Linked DNA regions of Sus scrofa: region 1 is linked to region 2. Evidence: chromatin contacts called from public promoter capture Hi-C data. All regions are on one chromosome and are shown on one strand. Each heading gives the region's core, a stretch centred on a gene start, on an enhancer-like site or on the middle of the called end of the contact. The rest is flanking DNA. Distances are from core to core; before and after follow the strand shown.

Region 1 (7,216 bases), core at 4,394-6,893, 480 kb after region 2:
GGAGGAAACCCCGGGGCCTCTGACGCACAAGGCTCACCCAAGCCTGTCCCAGCCCGGAACCCACGCATGGCCGCCTGTGCTGCCAGGTCCCTCTGTGGTCCGCGGCCCAGCCCCAGCAGAGCAGGTGACGCAGGCCAAACCATAGAGGTCGGAGAGGGGGCGGGACGGCCCCTCTTCCCACCATCGCCCGCGTCTGTCCTGGGAGCGCCGAGCCTGCACGCCACCCTGAAACGCTCCACGAGCAGCGACCCAAAGTCGCCGGCAGCAACGGCTCAAAGGAACTAAGCCATGCCCCAGCCGCCACATCAGCCCTGGACAGATGCGCACAACCGCAGGGGCGGAACGAACGTGCCACCCCGGGCAAGTGCACGGCGGCTCCTGCGCCAGCAAAGGAAACGTCCTCAAAGCACAGAAAACCTGGCGACAAGGGGAACGTGGCCACGGCCCACAGCCACGCGGCTCCACGCAAACAGTACCACGTTTACACGTGGCCAGGACACCCGCCAACCACCTCCTCTTCTCCCTAAGCTTCCACACTTTATTTTATTTTTCGTCTTTTTGCCTTTTCTAGGGCCGCTCCCACGACATACGGAGAGTCCCAGGCTAGGGGTCGAATCGGAGCTGTAGCCACCGGCCTACCCCACAGCCACAGCGATGCGGGATCCAAGCCGCGCCTGCAACCTACACCACAGCTCATGGCCACGCCGGATCCTTAACCCATGGAGTGAGGCCAGGGATTGAACCCACAACCTCATGGTTCCTAGTTGGATTTGTTAACCACTGCGCCACGATGGGAACCCCAGCTTCCATGTTTTAATTTCCAGCTGCAACTGTTCCTGCTCGGCACTCCCAGGCTCCGTCCCTGGGAACAGCCTGGACACCGCGGGTGCGCCCCGGCTGGGAGAAATCCTGGGCAGAAAAGAAAACAAACCCAAGGAAGACAAAGAATGGCAGGCCCTCCAGCCAAGTCAGTCGGGAACAGCACGCGCCACCCGCTCTTCCGGACCGGACCCGGCGGCTACCAGCAGGGGCCACACGCCGAAGTCGCGCTTGGGAAGGAGACCGGCCCCAGGGCTGAGGCAGCCCACCAAAGGAGGACATCCCGACCAGCACGCGGTGCCGGGGCTCAGCCCCCGCAGGCACGGCCACGGCAAGAGCAGGATGTGGTTTCCAGTGTCCTCGTCAGCTGCAAAGACACTGACGGGGGTGTTCCCTCGGAGTGGCTCCAGCACCCAGCTTTCCAAGCCAGATGGCCCGGCAGCGGCCTCAACCCCCCTCGAAGGCTTCAGAGCTGATCCCAGCCCTCATGTACGGAGCGAACAGCACCCCCCAAACCATCAAAAGTTCCGGACACCAGTCCAGCTTTCCCAGCATCCGGAGAAGAGGCCGTGGTGGGCAGCCACTGGCGGCGGCGGCGGCGGCCGGGAACAGCTCCTCTGCTCGCGCCTCTGTGCCTTTGCACATGCCGTTCCTCCTTCCTGAGCCACCACCTCCCCTCCTTTCTCCTTGGAAACTCCTATGCACCCTCCCAACGACCCTGCTGAGCCCCCTCACTCTGGCCTCCGTCGCAGGGCCTGGCCCACGACAGTCAGGGAAGGCAGGCGGGACAGGGGCAGAAAGGGGCCGCTCCCTGCTGGAAAAGGCTGGGTCACGGCAGCACCTCCCAGGATCAGTGAAAAGCAGGAAGGAGCCAGAGGTCACGAGAGAGGACGGGGACATCACACGACAGACCATCAAGGCACCAAGGAACCGCAGATACAAGGGGCAGCCCGGGTGGACCAGCCACGAAAGACCACGTGCGGTGATCCCACTCGGGTGCCGCGAGAAATGCCCACAACAGGCACATCCGCAGAGGCAGAGAACAAATCAGGGGTCACCCGCGGAGGGGTGGGAACAGGGTGAAAACGGCACGAGGGTCCCTTCCAGGATGACGGCCACGTTCCCACCTAAGCCGCAGGGACGGTCACGCAACCCTGTAATTTTGCTAAAAAAAATCACTTAATTGGACGCTTGAAGCACGGCGGCTTTACAGCACGGAACGTACACCTCGACGAGGCCGTTAAAAGGAAGCCCAGGACGCAGGCGAGCTCAGGCCAAGCGCTCGGGGTCGGGTCCCCAGGTGAGACCGAGCGAGGGCGAGAGCGAGGGGTCGGGCCGGGCCGGCGCCCGCGGGGGCAGTGACCACGGCCGCTCAGCCCTTCCGAGTGCTGGCCTCCGTATGGCAGCGCTGCCAGGCCGGATGTTCGTCTCCGCCGCCAGGGCTGCAAAGTTCCAGCCAACAGCTCAGGCCGCCTCATCCGCCCGCCGGGCAGGGGGCTCTGGGAGGGTCCCGGGCCCAGGCCCCTGCACGCTTGACCTGCGGCCCCACCCGGGCCGGCGGCTTCCTCTCCGCTGCCCGGATGCCCGCAGAGGAAACGGAGCACAGGCCGCACCGCGCACCCTTAAGGACGACCTTCCCCCTAAAGGCCCGCGCTCCCCGGCTCCGGGGCTCACGTCCTTCCCGGCGTCAAGGGTGCCAGGGCCACTCTGTCATCCGCTGTCCAGAGGGAGAGCCGAGGACAAAAGAGGCGACCCGCACGTGGCGTGGAAACCTCTTCCGAGTCAGAGTGACTTTTGCAAAAGGTCACACGCCTCCTCCGGCAGCCAGCGCAACGCCCACCCGAGGCCCGGCCGGCGAGAGGGCGCAGGCGGCCGCGAGCTGCCCCCGCCAGACTCTCCCCCAGGAAGGCGGCGGAGGCCGGCAGCAGGCTGAGACCTGCTGGCTTACTTCCGGCTTCCCGAGCAGGTTTCCTGCAGGAGCTCCCCTCCCTCGGACCCAGCAGGCCCGGCCCAAGATAAGGCGGCCAGCATTACTCAGCAGAGCCCTTTCGGGGGCAGGGAAGATGGGGCTTTGCTGGCACATCTGTAAACCGTTCTCAGTTCTCCGGGTGTGACAGGGATCAGAGGAGGAGGGGAGGGAGCACCCTTTGCCACTACAGCTGAGTCCATGCTTTGCCACCTGAGATGAACTGATGCAAAGAAACTTTTTCTTTGAAAAAAAAAAACAAAAAACGTTTAAAAGAGGAATATACTCCAGACAACCTTAATAAAAATCTCAAGAAACAGTAAAAAAAAAAAAAAAAAAAAAAAGAGGCATTTCCTCAATTCTTCCAGGCTGAAACCTGGCTAAAAGGTGAACGGGCATCTGAGGCCCAGCACTGAGCAGGTCAAAGGCGGCCGGCAGGTGCAAGCGCCTTCCCACGCCCCTGGCTGGCTCCGTGCCCCTCTCGGGGGCCGGGTGGGGTGAGGGGTGAGCCAGAGTGGGAGGCCCGGCCTCTGCCGCTCACTCCCTCTGCAGCCGTGCAGTCTGGGCCTCGAGATCCTCATCCTTCACTGCAGATGCTCAGCAAACACGGGAGGGACAGAGGGACACCTGGGCCTTCCCAGCTCTAGGGTCCCGCGACACCACCCTGGAAACGAGGTCTCGAGAAGATGAGAACCCGACTGCTGAGATTACACCACTTCGGGGGCGTTAAAGAACTCATGACTCACAGAGTCCACTATGCAACCTCACTACATTTAAAAACACATGCCCAGAGACGACCAAACGCCAGCCTAACCCTTCTGGGACCCCCAGATCCTCTGGGGACTGCCCACATCACAGCCGGGCAGCGGGGACGGCTCTTGCCTCCCAGAGGCCACAGCGGCCACTCCCAGCCTTGCCCCTTTCAAGCTGCCTTCCTCCAACACCAGGAGCAGCCTCCACAGCACGGGGAAGTCAGGGCTCCGCTGACCTTGCCCAGACGACTGCCTGGTTGCCAAAGTCTTGACAAGGGCCTCAAGAATCAGACCCTTGGAAGCCAGGCTGAGCTCATCACCGGTTGTTCACAGGGACGACAGTAAAAGTCCACAGCACAGACCTCGGTCGCTTTAAAAACCTACTGCCGGGCAGTTTCCAGGGACAGGGTACCCACTCCATGTGGACAAGAGCACATAAGCATCCCATGCAGACAAAAGAGGCTGCTCCCTCAGCCACCCAGCTCATCAGGCTGGTCCTTCTGGCTGGTCCTCCCGACACAAAGCCCTGCGAATTCAACATGGCCAGTCAACAGTCGGCTCCTCTGAAAGACTCGCAAGAAGGCCAGGCTGTCCCCAGCTCACTCCCTCCTGATAAAGGCAGAAAGCAAGTGTCTGCGACTCAAAAGAAGGCAAACGCTGCTCTCTGCCCTCAACTCTGGGTGCCTGTGGGTTACAAAGGCCTACAAACACCTCTCCTTACTGGCCGCAGCCACACCCACCACTGCCGAGCACCGGGCCAAACGCCCTTCTCTGTCGCTTCAGTGTATCCTTCCCGGCGCCAGCTGCAGGGACCAGAACTTCCGCCTCCCAGACGACTTCTGAAAAGCAGGTCTGGTGAAGCACGGACCACCTAAAGTCACACAGCGAATGTGATAAGGCTGGGATGGCCCTACAAGAAGCGAGAGGAGCGGTGCTGCGCCTTGCTGGCCCCTGCATCACCCACACGCTGCCCTGACCCCGCGCTCTGGCTCTAGGCCCGCCCCACCACACTCAGCGCCTTTCTCTGGCCTCCTGATTCTCCCCCCATGCTGCTTCCACACCCCTCCCGGACTGAACCTGCAGGCGGGGGTGGGTTCATTCACCTCCCTGGCTCTCCTGACAGCACCCTCCACTCCGTCTACACCTGCAAGGGCCGGACAGAGGCAGAAACACACCCCGGACCTTTCACCTCCCTTCCAGGACTTCAGGGTCTAGACAAGCCCTTGCACCTGCCCGAAGACCACAAAACAGCCACCTCGGGCCACTGGAGGAACGAACCTGACTCCAGCACTCCCCAGGGTGCTGTTCGAGTCGGAGCTAGCTACCGATGGAGACGGCCCACGCTGCTGGTGAACAGCGCCGGCCCTTTCCCATCCGCGAAAAGTTTAAAAAAACAAAAAGGATCGTTTTAGGCAGAACGACTATTGGAAGACGACGTGACGTTTTACATGTTTACCTAACTCCCAGCCAGCGAAACACAAAAGCCGACGGAGAGAGAGCCCAGCCCGGGCTCCGGTGCTGATGCTTCCTTCCTACTCCGCCCTGCGGCCGGCCGCCCGCGGGGGACACCAACCTCGCCCTGGCCGACGCGTCGACACAGCTGGGTTGTTGCGCCGCTTTTCCTCGCTCTTACGGAACTGTTCTGCGCCAACGTCAAAGTTATTTCTTCCAGAAGCTCGTTCCCCGCAGCGCCCGGCGAGAGCAGCCCCGTCCGACCTCCCCCGCCGCCCGACACCCAGCGGCGAGGTGTGGCCGCCTGCCCTGCGCCGGCTCCGGACCGGCGGCTCCGCGCGCCGCCCGAGCTGCAGGCCGGACGCGGTCCCGCTCCTGGCCCGGCCCCCGGCCCCGCTCCCAGGAGCCGCGGCCCCGCGCCCGACCCCCGGACGCCCCTCGCCGGCCCAGCCCGCTCCGCCCGGCCCAATGCCCTTGACCCGGGCCGCCCGCGGCGCGCCCCGCAGCCCCTCCCGCGGCCCGGCCCGCCCGGCCGCCCGGCCGCCCGACTCACCCCATGAGCCAGTCCATGGCTGCGCGGGGCCCGCCGCGCCCGCCGCCCGACTCGCTCGGCCCTCAGCCCGCGGCGGCGGCGGCGGCGGCGGCCGGAAGTAAACACTCGCTCACTCACTCCCACACGCGCGCCGCGGACGCCGCCGGAAGTGACGTGAGGCGCGCGGCCTGCTGGGAAATGTAGTCCCGGCGGCCCCGGCAGCCCTGCCGCCTCGTCGGGCCGCCCCCGGCCCCGCCTGCCCGCCGGAGCCCGAATGTGGCTGGCCCGTCACCACGGGGGATGTTCCCCCTGCACTCTGGCTGTCCGCCCACACCCAGACTGCCCCCCCCAAAACACACACACCGCGGCTGTCCCCTCCGGCCTGGCTGCCCCATCTCTCCAGAGGGAAGCAGCCCCTCCCCTCTCCTCGGGGTCCCCTCCTGCCACCTGGCCTGCTCTCCAGGCCCGGGAAGGCTGAGCTGTCCGTGCCCAGCACAGAAAGGTTCAGGTGAAAGGAACGCAGGACAGTACTGGGGTGCTCCCAGCACGGCCTGCAGAACTGGAGAACCTCCCAGGCCGGCAGCCTTCCCAGTGGCCTCTCCCGTGACCCGAGAGCCCCGCTGTCCTGCTCCCTCGGTGGTGGAGACCAGCAGGTGACACCTCGTCATCCAGCCTCCCCGACAGCAACCAGGGCCGGAGGTGGTGACGGCCAGTGAGGCAAACAGAAATCTGCCAGGGCAGCTTCCTTCCCGAAAGAAAGGGCTGAGCCTCTGCTGCCTCTGCAGGGAAGCACAGGAGCCATCTCCATCCGCCGGCAGGAGCCGCAGGCTGAGAACGAGGATCCGGGATCCAGAGCTTGGAATGCAATGACATGCTGCCATCGTGGGGCCCTTGGCCTGCCCCTCCAAGGCCCACCCTGAGTCTCTTCGGCCAGTGCCAGAGGCAGAGAGAGCTCCTTGCCCCCTTTACTGCCCCTGTGATTGGGAAGCTCACGGTGGGGGGGGGACACTGCACACTGGACCACCTGAGATAAAACAGTGAGGAAAGACAAAGAACGAGGGGACTCATTTCACATGTACTAATTCAGACAGGAACGGCACGCAGACGCAGGCCAGGGGCCTTACCTCTAGAACTGGGCAGGTGGCCGGGGCTGAGATGCATGCCTTTGCCTGTAACCACCCACTCCTCACTCCTTGGCTTGTATTTCTCCCCGGGACAATGGCCCTAACCATCCCCCCGAGGAATGCGAGCCCTGGGGGACCCCGCCTGCATCCAGCTGCTGTCCCCCAGGTGCACCATCCTTCTCTGCCCCACCACCAGTGATCCCACGTCCCCTTGGTGGCCTGGGCTTCAGGTCCCTGCTCCTCCACGTACTCACTGTCCCTGTGACTCGGGTGCTTTGTTCGTGTCACGGGAATAATAATGTCATAAGAAACTTCAGGAGGTCACAGGTTGAGGCTGGAGATGGGGAAGCAGGGAGCTGTGACTCGGCATGTTGGGAGGGCGACGCACCAGCTCAGGCAACTTACCTGTGCTCAAGGTCCATCCGCCTTCCCCTCGGTGGCGGTTTACTGCGGGGCACACCCCACTTTATGGCTGCGTGTCAGCCAGTCCACAATGGGCAGTTCGGATCACATAGACAGGAGATGGCCCCTGGTCTCGTGTATGGTCTGAGGTGGAGCCCAGGGGCAAGCC
Region 2 (7,406 bases), core at 896-3,395:
ACTGGAACAGCGTTGCCCTCCCAGGCCTCGCAGTCCCTGGAAGCAGGGAGGGGACCCTGGCCTCTCCTTGAGTGGGTAAGGGGCGGGTCTTCTTAGGTTCCTGGCTCCTTTTTTTTTTTTTTTTTTTGTCTTTGCCTCTTCTAGGGCTGCTCCCACCTCACATGGAGGTTCCCAGGCTAGGGGTCTAATTGGAGCTGTAGCCACCGGCCTACGCCAGAGCCGCAGCCACTCGGGATCCGAGCTGCATCTGCAACCTACGCCACAGATCACGGCAATGCCGGATCCTTAACCCGCTGAGCAAAGCCAGGGATGGAACTGCAACCTCATTGTTCCTAGTCGGATTGTTAACCGCTGAGCCACAATGGGAACTCCACCCGGCTCTTCCTCGAGGCTCCCTGGTGACTCCCTGGACTTGGAGGGGGGCCTTGGGCATCTGCTCCACCCCCACTGTGTCAACACCCCTGTTCCCTGCTGCCTCCAGCAGCCTTCCCAAGCGCTCAGTCACCTTGGCGGGCCGCTCCCACTGTACAGCACCTCCATCCAAAGCATCTGGGGATTCTAAGTCAAATTCCTTGCCGGGCCTGCCTTCCCCTTTCCCAGCACCCAGGCCCAAGCCCCCCTCTCCTCAGTTCTCCCACCTGTGTCCGGTTGCAGGGGTGGCCCCGTGCCCTTTCCAGGACAACCGGGAACACTACTCGGTCTTTCTCTGATTTCTCTCCCACTGCCCCACCCCGCCCCGAGGGAGGGCCCGGTTTGTCTTGATCTTGTTCACTCTTGGTCCCGTACCAGGCACGCTGGGTGCTAAGTGTGGGTGGCTTAGAGCACAGAGACTGAGTGCCGCCTGGCATGACCTCAGACCACCCTGTTCTGGGGAGGTCCTGCTCTGGTTTCTGGGCCTGGATGGGGGGCAGCCCCAAGCTGCAGCCCTGGCACAGCTGGGTCCTGAGCCTCCTGTGGCACGTGCGCTGCTGGGTAGACAGACCAGCTCCCCACTAACCCAGCGGAGACAAGCCCCTTGCTTGGGGGGCGGGGTAGGGCGCAGAGCTGGCCCAAGGATCCAAGTGAGGCTAGGACTGCCCCACAGTCCAGGAGGAACATGCGGTGGGGAGGGTGACAGCACTGGGAGGCCTCCAGCTGCCGGGCCATTAGTGCTGGAAGGGCAAGGTCTGAGTCGGCCCCTCCTAGACCCCACAGCCGGAGGAGGAGCTGGGGTGGGAGGCAAGAGCAACCCAGGTTGGTGCCCAGGTAGAAGGGCTGTGGCACTAACCTGGCTGCCACAGGCAGAGCAAGGCGGGGACGTCGAGTGTAGGTGTGTGGCGCCATCGTCATCTCTACAAGTTGCATGTGTGATTCGAGTGCCGCCCTGTATGTTTCTGGGTCAGTCTGTGGATGAGTCTGAGGGTCCTCAGTCTCCCCGGACCCCCCAACCCCGCAAGGCTCCTCACTCCCTGGGTGGGTGTTGTAGGCAGACCCTTAGAGGGAGGGGGCGGTGCTGTCCAGGTGCCGGGGCCCTCCTCTCGCGGTTAGCCAGCTTGGCACTAGCTCTCAGTCCCTCAGACTGGGTGTCCAGGGCCTGGGCCCGCCAATCGTCACAGCTCTGCCATCGTGTGTTCCCTTCCGTCGTCCACGACGGCGGGAGCCAAGGCGGGAAGGGACGGCACTGGGAGGCCTGAGGCGTAACGTAAACTCTCGTCTGAGCCTGGCCAATTCTTTTGGTGGGGCCGCAGGTGCCCCGTCTCCGGACCCAGTGGCCCGGGCAGGGGCGGGAGGGGCCGGGGGCAGCATCTCTGAGCGGAGCTAGGCTTCCGGGGTGGGGCGTGGTCTCCGGGCCGAGGTCCGGCCAGGGGCGGAGCCTTGGGGCCGGGGGCGGGGCTCCAGGGCCCCCGCCGAGGCGCGGCCGTTCCCCGCGCGCCCCGATTGGGCCGCGCGTGTCGGCTCCGCCCCGCCCCCCTCTAAAATCACCGCCTCCCGGCGCAGCGTCTCCGACTGCGCCGGCGGAGACCGGGAGCCAGAGAGACCGCGGGGCCGGAGAGACCGCGGGGCCGGTGGGCCGGGTCTGGCTTCGGCTCCAGAGCGAGCGGCGAGCGCACGGTGCACAGCGGGGCCGGCCGCCTGCGGAGCCCCGGAGGCCCGCGGGCTGCCGCGATGTTCCCCAAAGAGACGACGTGGAACATCTCGTTCGCGGGTTGCGGCTTCCTCGGCGTCTACCACGTCGGCGTGGCCTCCTGTCTCCGCGAGCACGCGCCCTTCCTAGTGGCCAACGCCAAGCACATCTACGGCGCCTCGGCTGGGGCGCTCGTGGCCACGGCCCTGGTTACCGGGGTCTGCCTGGGTGAGTCGGGACGGCGGGGGCGTGGGGCGGGCAGAGGCCGCGCGGATGCTTTTGTGAGCGTGGACCGCCCCCCATCCGTCCGTACAGGACAACGGGCCGGGCCGCGGGGGCTGCGGGAAGGGTCTCTGCCCGGGCCGAGGATCCAATCGCCGGAGCCGGCCAGGGGCGGGGCCTGACTTGTTTTGCTTCGAGAGTGCCCCGGGATTGGGGTAGGGCCGGCCCTCTCTCGGCCGAGACTGCCGCCTAGGGCCCACCTCTCTAGTGCAAAGGTTGAGGGGCGGGCAGGTTCAGCACAAGCGATTTCATTGGAAAAGAAAGTAGCTCCTGGGCGGGGCCGTGAGAGTCCGGGAGGGGCCCAGGTCGTCCTCCTGCGCCGGGCATCAGACCGGGTGCCAGCGGTCACTGTGTCCAAAGGCTACGCCATTCCAGGATGCCGAGGCCCCGCAGTCGGGTGTGGGGTTGGCCTCTGCAGAGGCGTCTGGGCACTGTGGCCTGGTGCCTCGCGAGGGCCCCTAGAGGAAGAGCCAGCAGGTCAGGCCTGGGCACGGCAGGCGCAAGCGCTCACGCTCTCTCCCTCCTTGCCCACGGCCACTCTGGGCCTGGGCCTGCAGCCGTGGCCCGGCATTTTTGCCTGCTCCGTGGGGTGAGAGGTGCTTTAGGACGTTGCAACCCTGGGGTCGGCTTCCTCCACCCACACACTTCCGGCAAGCTGCTGACGGTGGTGTTTACAGCACACGGAGTATTTCAGGAGTCCTGGGAATGCTGCCCGGCCCCCAGCCTGCTAGGGCAGCCAAAGTGACAGAGGAGTCATTAGCTTCTGGAATGCCTCGCCCAGCCGAGCCGTCCAGGGTTCTCCCCTGCCCCCTGCCGTGACCGCGGCCCTGGGTGGGGGGGAAGGAGCATAGCTCAACATCCGTGGTACCTGGGAATTCGCCACTGTGGGCCTGCCCCTTCCTCTCATGGAGGCCCTCAGGCAAGTGTTTGTCTAACCCCATGCTGGCCTCAGCACACCCTAGGTCCTTGGTACCCAGTTGAGGACATTGCTCCCATGGCTCCGCCCCTTCCCACTCCCAAGGAACCTCTTTCTCTCGAGTGGGAGGGGTTTTGGGGCAGCTGGAGCTCCCACAGCGGGGCAGGTGTTGGCCCCACGCTGCCCCACTCCTGAGCCAGCTGAGAGTCCTGGAGGAGGGCGCTGTCCTCAGCTCCTCCTCAAGGCCCACCGGCTCCCCCTTGGGCTTCGTCCTGGGCTAGTGCCCACGGGCCCCCAGAAGGAGTTTCGGGGAGCAGCCTGCTCTCAGCTGCAGTGGGATCCAGTCGTGCTTTCCGTGGCATCAGAGGCCTGCGATGCCCACCCTTGTGTCCCTGGGCCTTTGGGACCACTGAGCTGCACTGGGGTCTCTGAATGTCCATCCGACCAAGGGGGTGAAGGCTGAGGCTGGTCAGGGCTGAGGCTCTTCTTCTACGCTTCCAGGGTGGGCTGGGTGCCACGTCTGGCCAGGCCCAGTGCCTTGTGGATCAGGGCAGGCAGTTGGGAAATACTGGCAGAGGGCAGGCCGTGGCCCCAGCTGTCTGCCCTTCTGGGAGCCCCTCTCTCCCCAGGAGCCAGGGGCAAAAGTCTCAGTTGTGGGCCAGGCCCCTGGCAGACACTGAGAACCGTCGGGGTAGATAGGGTTGCTGCGAGGCTCTGTGCCGTAGAGCCAGGACACGGCCCCTGGGGAGTGTGCTGCGCCCCAAGTGCCGACCCCTGAATCGTGGCCCTGCCGCTCCAGGTGATACTGGCGCCAGCATCATCGAGGTGTCGAAGGAGGCCCGGAAGCGGTTCTTGGGCCCACTGCACCCCTCCTTCAACCTGGTGAAGACCATCCGTGGCTGCCTGGTGAAAATCCTGCCCGCCGACAGCCACGAGCGGGCCAGCGGCCGCCTGGGCATCTCCCTGACCCGCGTCTCCGACGGCGAAAATGTCATCATAACCCGCTTCGCCGCCAGGGAGGAGCTCATCCAGGTGGGTGCCAGGGTGCCGCGCTGCGGGCGCGGGGCGCGGGGCTGGGGGGAGCCGCGGGCCCGCTCACCGCCCCCTCCCTGTCCCGCAGGCCAACGTCTGCAGCACCTTCATTCCCGTGTACTGCGGCCTCATTCCACCTGCTCTCCAGGGCGAGGTAAGCGCCCCGGTGCTGGAGGACCCGGGCGGCGCGGTGTGTGGGCGGTGGGACGAGGGGGCGGGAACGCCGTCTGAGCCCCCGCCCTCCTGCCATGCCCGTTGCCTCACTGCGCCGGAGTTGCTCAAGAGCCGGGCCAGCCCTGCGCAGAGGCGTATTTCCTGTGGCTGTCCCCACCCTGCCTCTGGCCATCCGCTCCGCGGCCAGTGCCCAGCGGATGGAAGGGCCAAGTGAAAAGGCCGCCGGGGGGACCCGAGGTGGCTCGGGGCGCCTGCGGCTCCCTGGCAGGCCCCTCACGTGGGCCCTGCGTCCCTCCACAGCGCTACGTGGACGGTGGCATCTCAGACAACCTGCCTCTCTACGAACTCAAGAGCACCATCACCGTGTCCCCCTTCTCGGGCGAGAGCGACATCTGCCCGCAGGACAGCTCCACCAACATCCACGAGCTCCGCGTCACCAACACCAGCATCCAGTTCAGCCTGCGCAACCTCTACCGCCTCTCCAAGGCCCTGTTCCCGCCCGAGCCCCTGGTGAGCCCTGCCCTCCTTGCCGGGCACCTGGCGCCATGCCTGGGGGGCCTCTGCGGGCTACGGCCTGCGCAACCGCTCCAGCCTCTGTTCGACCTGGGTCTGGTCCCAGATCCAGTTAACTGCTGGTGGGGGGCGGAGTTTGCAGAACAGGGCTCTCCTGCCCACCCCAGTGTCTGCACCCCCTGCCTCAGGTGCTTCGAGAGATGTGCAAGCAGGGTTACAGGGACGGCCTGCGCTTCCTGCGGCGGAACGGTGCGTAGCGGCTGCCCCTTCCGCCCCGGGGGGTGGGCGCTGCACAGCTGTGCCCTGGGGGCCAGCCGGCCTCGGTGCACTGATGGCCTGTCTGGTCCTCCCGACCCAGGCCTCCTGAACCGGCCCAACCCCTTGCTGGCGCTGCCTCCCGCCTGCCCCCGTGCCCCCGAGGAGGAAGATGCCCCGAAGGCCGAGGTGGCCGAGGAGAGGGCCGGAGCCAAGGAGCCCTTGCAGCTGCCCACAAGTGATAGCATCCTGGAGCACCTGCCCTCGAGGCTCAATGACGGTGGGTGGGGCGGGCGGGTGGCGTCAAGGAGGGGGGCCCTGGCTGCAGCTCCCTGACTGACCTGCCACCCCACCCACAGCCCTGCTGGAGGCCTGCATGGAGCCCACGGACCTGCTGAGCACCCTGTCCAACCTGCTGCCCGTGCGTCTGGCCACAGCCATGATGGTGCCCTACACGCTGCCGCTGGAGAGCGCCGTGTCCTTCACCGTCCGGTGCGGGCCGGGGGAGGGCCCTTGGGACCCCCCGAGTCGTGGGCACCCCAGGGAAGACAGAGGCAGGTGGTTGAAGGGGCCGCAGGCAGGCCCGTCGGGGCGGGCTGGGTGGGCGTGGGTGTGAGCTCCAGGCCACAGCCCCTGAGGCCGTGCCCTGGCCCCTGCCCCAGCTTGCTGGAGTGGCTGCCCGACGTCCCGGAGGACATCCGGTGGATAAAGGAGCAGACAGGCAGTATCTGCCAGTACCTGGTGATGCGCGCCAAGAGGAAGCTGGGCAGGCACCTGCCCTCCAGGTGAGCCCTCACTGCCAAGCACACCCCGGCCCGCAGCCCTGGTGGCGCCCACGAAAGCCCTCCCTCCCTCTGTCCCTCCCCCCACAGGCTGACGGAGCAGGTGGAGCTGCGGCGCTCGCAGTCGCTGCCCTCTGTGCCCCTGTCCTGCGCCGCCTACGGCGGGGTGCTGCCCAGCTGGATGCGCAACAGCCTCTCGCTGGGGGACGTGCTGGCCAAGTGGGAGGAGCGCCAGCGCCAGCTGCTGCTGGGTCTCTTCTGCACCAACACTGCCTTCCCGCCCGACGCCCTGCGCATGCTCGCCCCAGCGGGTCCTGCCCCCGCACCCTCGCAGCACCCGCCCGGCTCCCCCCCCTGCTGAGCGCCCCTGCTCCGGCCTTCTCCAGGGCCCTGGGGTCCCAGTGCTGAGGGCCGGGCCCCCCAGTCTCCCCGCCCGGTGAGGTGGGGCCCCGGGGCCAGCTGAGACCCCCCCCTCCCTGGCCTCTCTCCATGCCCCCTGCCAATGAGGACGTGGGGGTCCCTCCCACTGCCAGAGGGGGCTTTGCTGTCAACCAACCACTCACTTGCTGCACTGAGGGGGCAGGGGCGTGGAGTACCCCTCCCCTCCCCGCCACAGGGACCGCCTCCCCTGTGCCTTCATCTCCCCTTCCTGGGCTGCCCCCCGGGGGCTGCGGCACCTGCGGCCCTCAGAGCACTATTACTCCGAGAACTTGCACCTGCTCTTCCCTCCACATCGTCCATGTGTTGCTGAAGAATGTGTGTGAAGAGTTATTTATTTTTGCCAAAGCAGATGTAATAAACGCCACAGCCCAGCCCCTGTCTCCTTTCTCGTATGTGACACCCCCACCTCCTCCCGACCCCAGCTGTCCGCAGCTTCGGGTCAGGACTTGCGGGGGTCCGGCTCTCCTGCTCTCGGGACCCGCTGTGGGCTTCGGCGGCTCCAGCCCACTCCTCTGGTGGGACCCTGGGGCAGAGCCTTCCCAGGGCCAGTGGAAGTATTTGGGACCCAAATCCTTAAGAAAACAAGAACTTTAGAACTAAGATGTGTTTGTTTACTAAGGGTGACACCAAGGCTTGTTTACCTGCACTCCTTGGTGACATGGCAGCAGGGGCAGATTCTTGGCTTGGACGGGGAGGTCCCCAAGCAGAGTGCCAGGGGCCTGCTGCACTTTGGGTGTTTGGCCCACGGCTCCGGGCCTTGTGTGGCTTTTCCCCTCGGCACGTCATCACCCGCCTCCCTGGCCAGGTGCACACACCTTGTTCCCCGTCCCGTCCCCACGTGCACCCAGTCTTCTGCCGGAACCCAGGAGGGATCTGGCATCTTAGGTGCGGTCGGGTCTGATCCGAA

What was found. Promoter capture Hi-C pulls out the DNA fragments that hold promoters and counts their contacts.
Region 1: a contact with region 2 is called in a promoter capture Hi-C map of liver, with 7 times the contacts expected there. The contact joins the promoter of MOB2 here to the promoter of PNPLA2 in region 2. A contact is called at or near these places in 1 of 5 promoter capture datasets (liver), 1 of 47 Hi-C or Micro-C datasets (embryonic fibroblasts) and 1 of 2 datasets of contacts at active chromatin or transcription factors (alveolar macrophages).

What each region holds. Positions count from the first base shown.
Region 1 is chr2:988,031-995,246 of Sscrofa11.1, forward strand. It overlaps MOB2 (MOB kinase activator 2), which reads right to left and starts at 5,644. Exons shown (of 5, transcript XM_021082597.1): 1 at 5,543-5,644. The coding sequence starts at 5,559.
Region 2 is chr2:511,092-518,497 of Sscrofa11.1, forward strand. PNPLA2 (patatin like phospholipase domain containing 2) reads left to right here and starts at 2,146. Exons shown (of 9, transcript NM_001098605.1): 1 at 2,146-2,332; 2 at 4,102-4,334; 3 at 4,423-4,488; 4 at 4,809-5,018; 5 at 5,210-5,270; 6 at 5,380-5,556; 7 at 5,636-5,768; 8 at 5,939-6,061; 9 at 6,149-6,419. The coding sequence starts at 2,146. The coding sequence ends at 6,419. It also overlaps a transcript of CRACR2B not described here.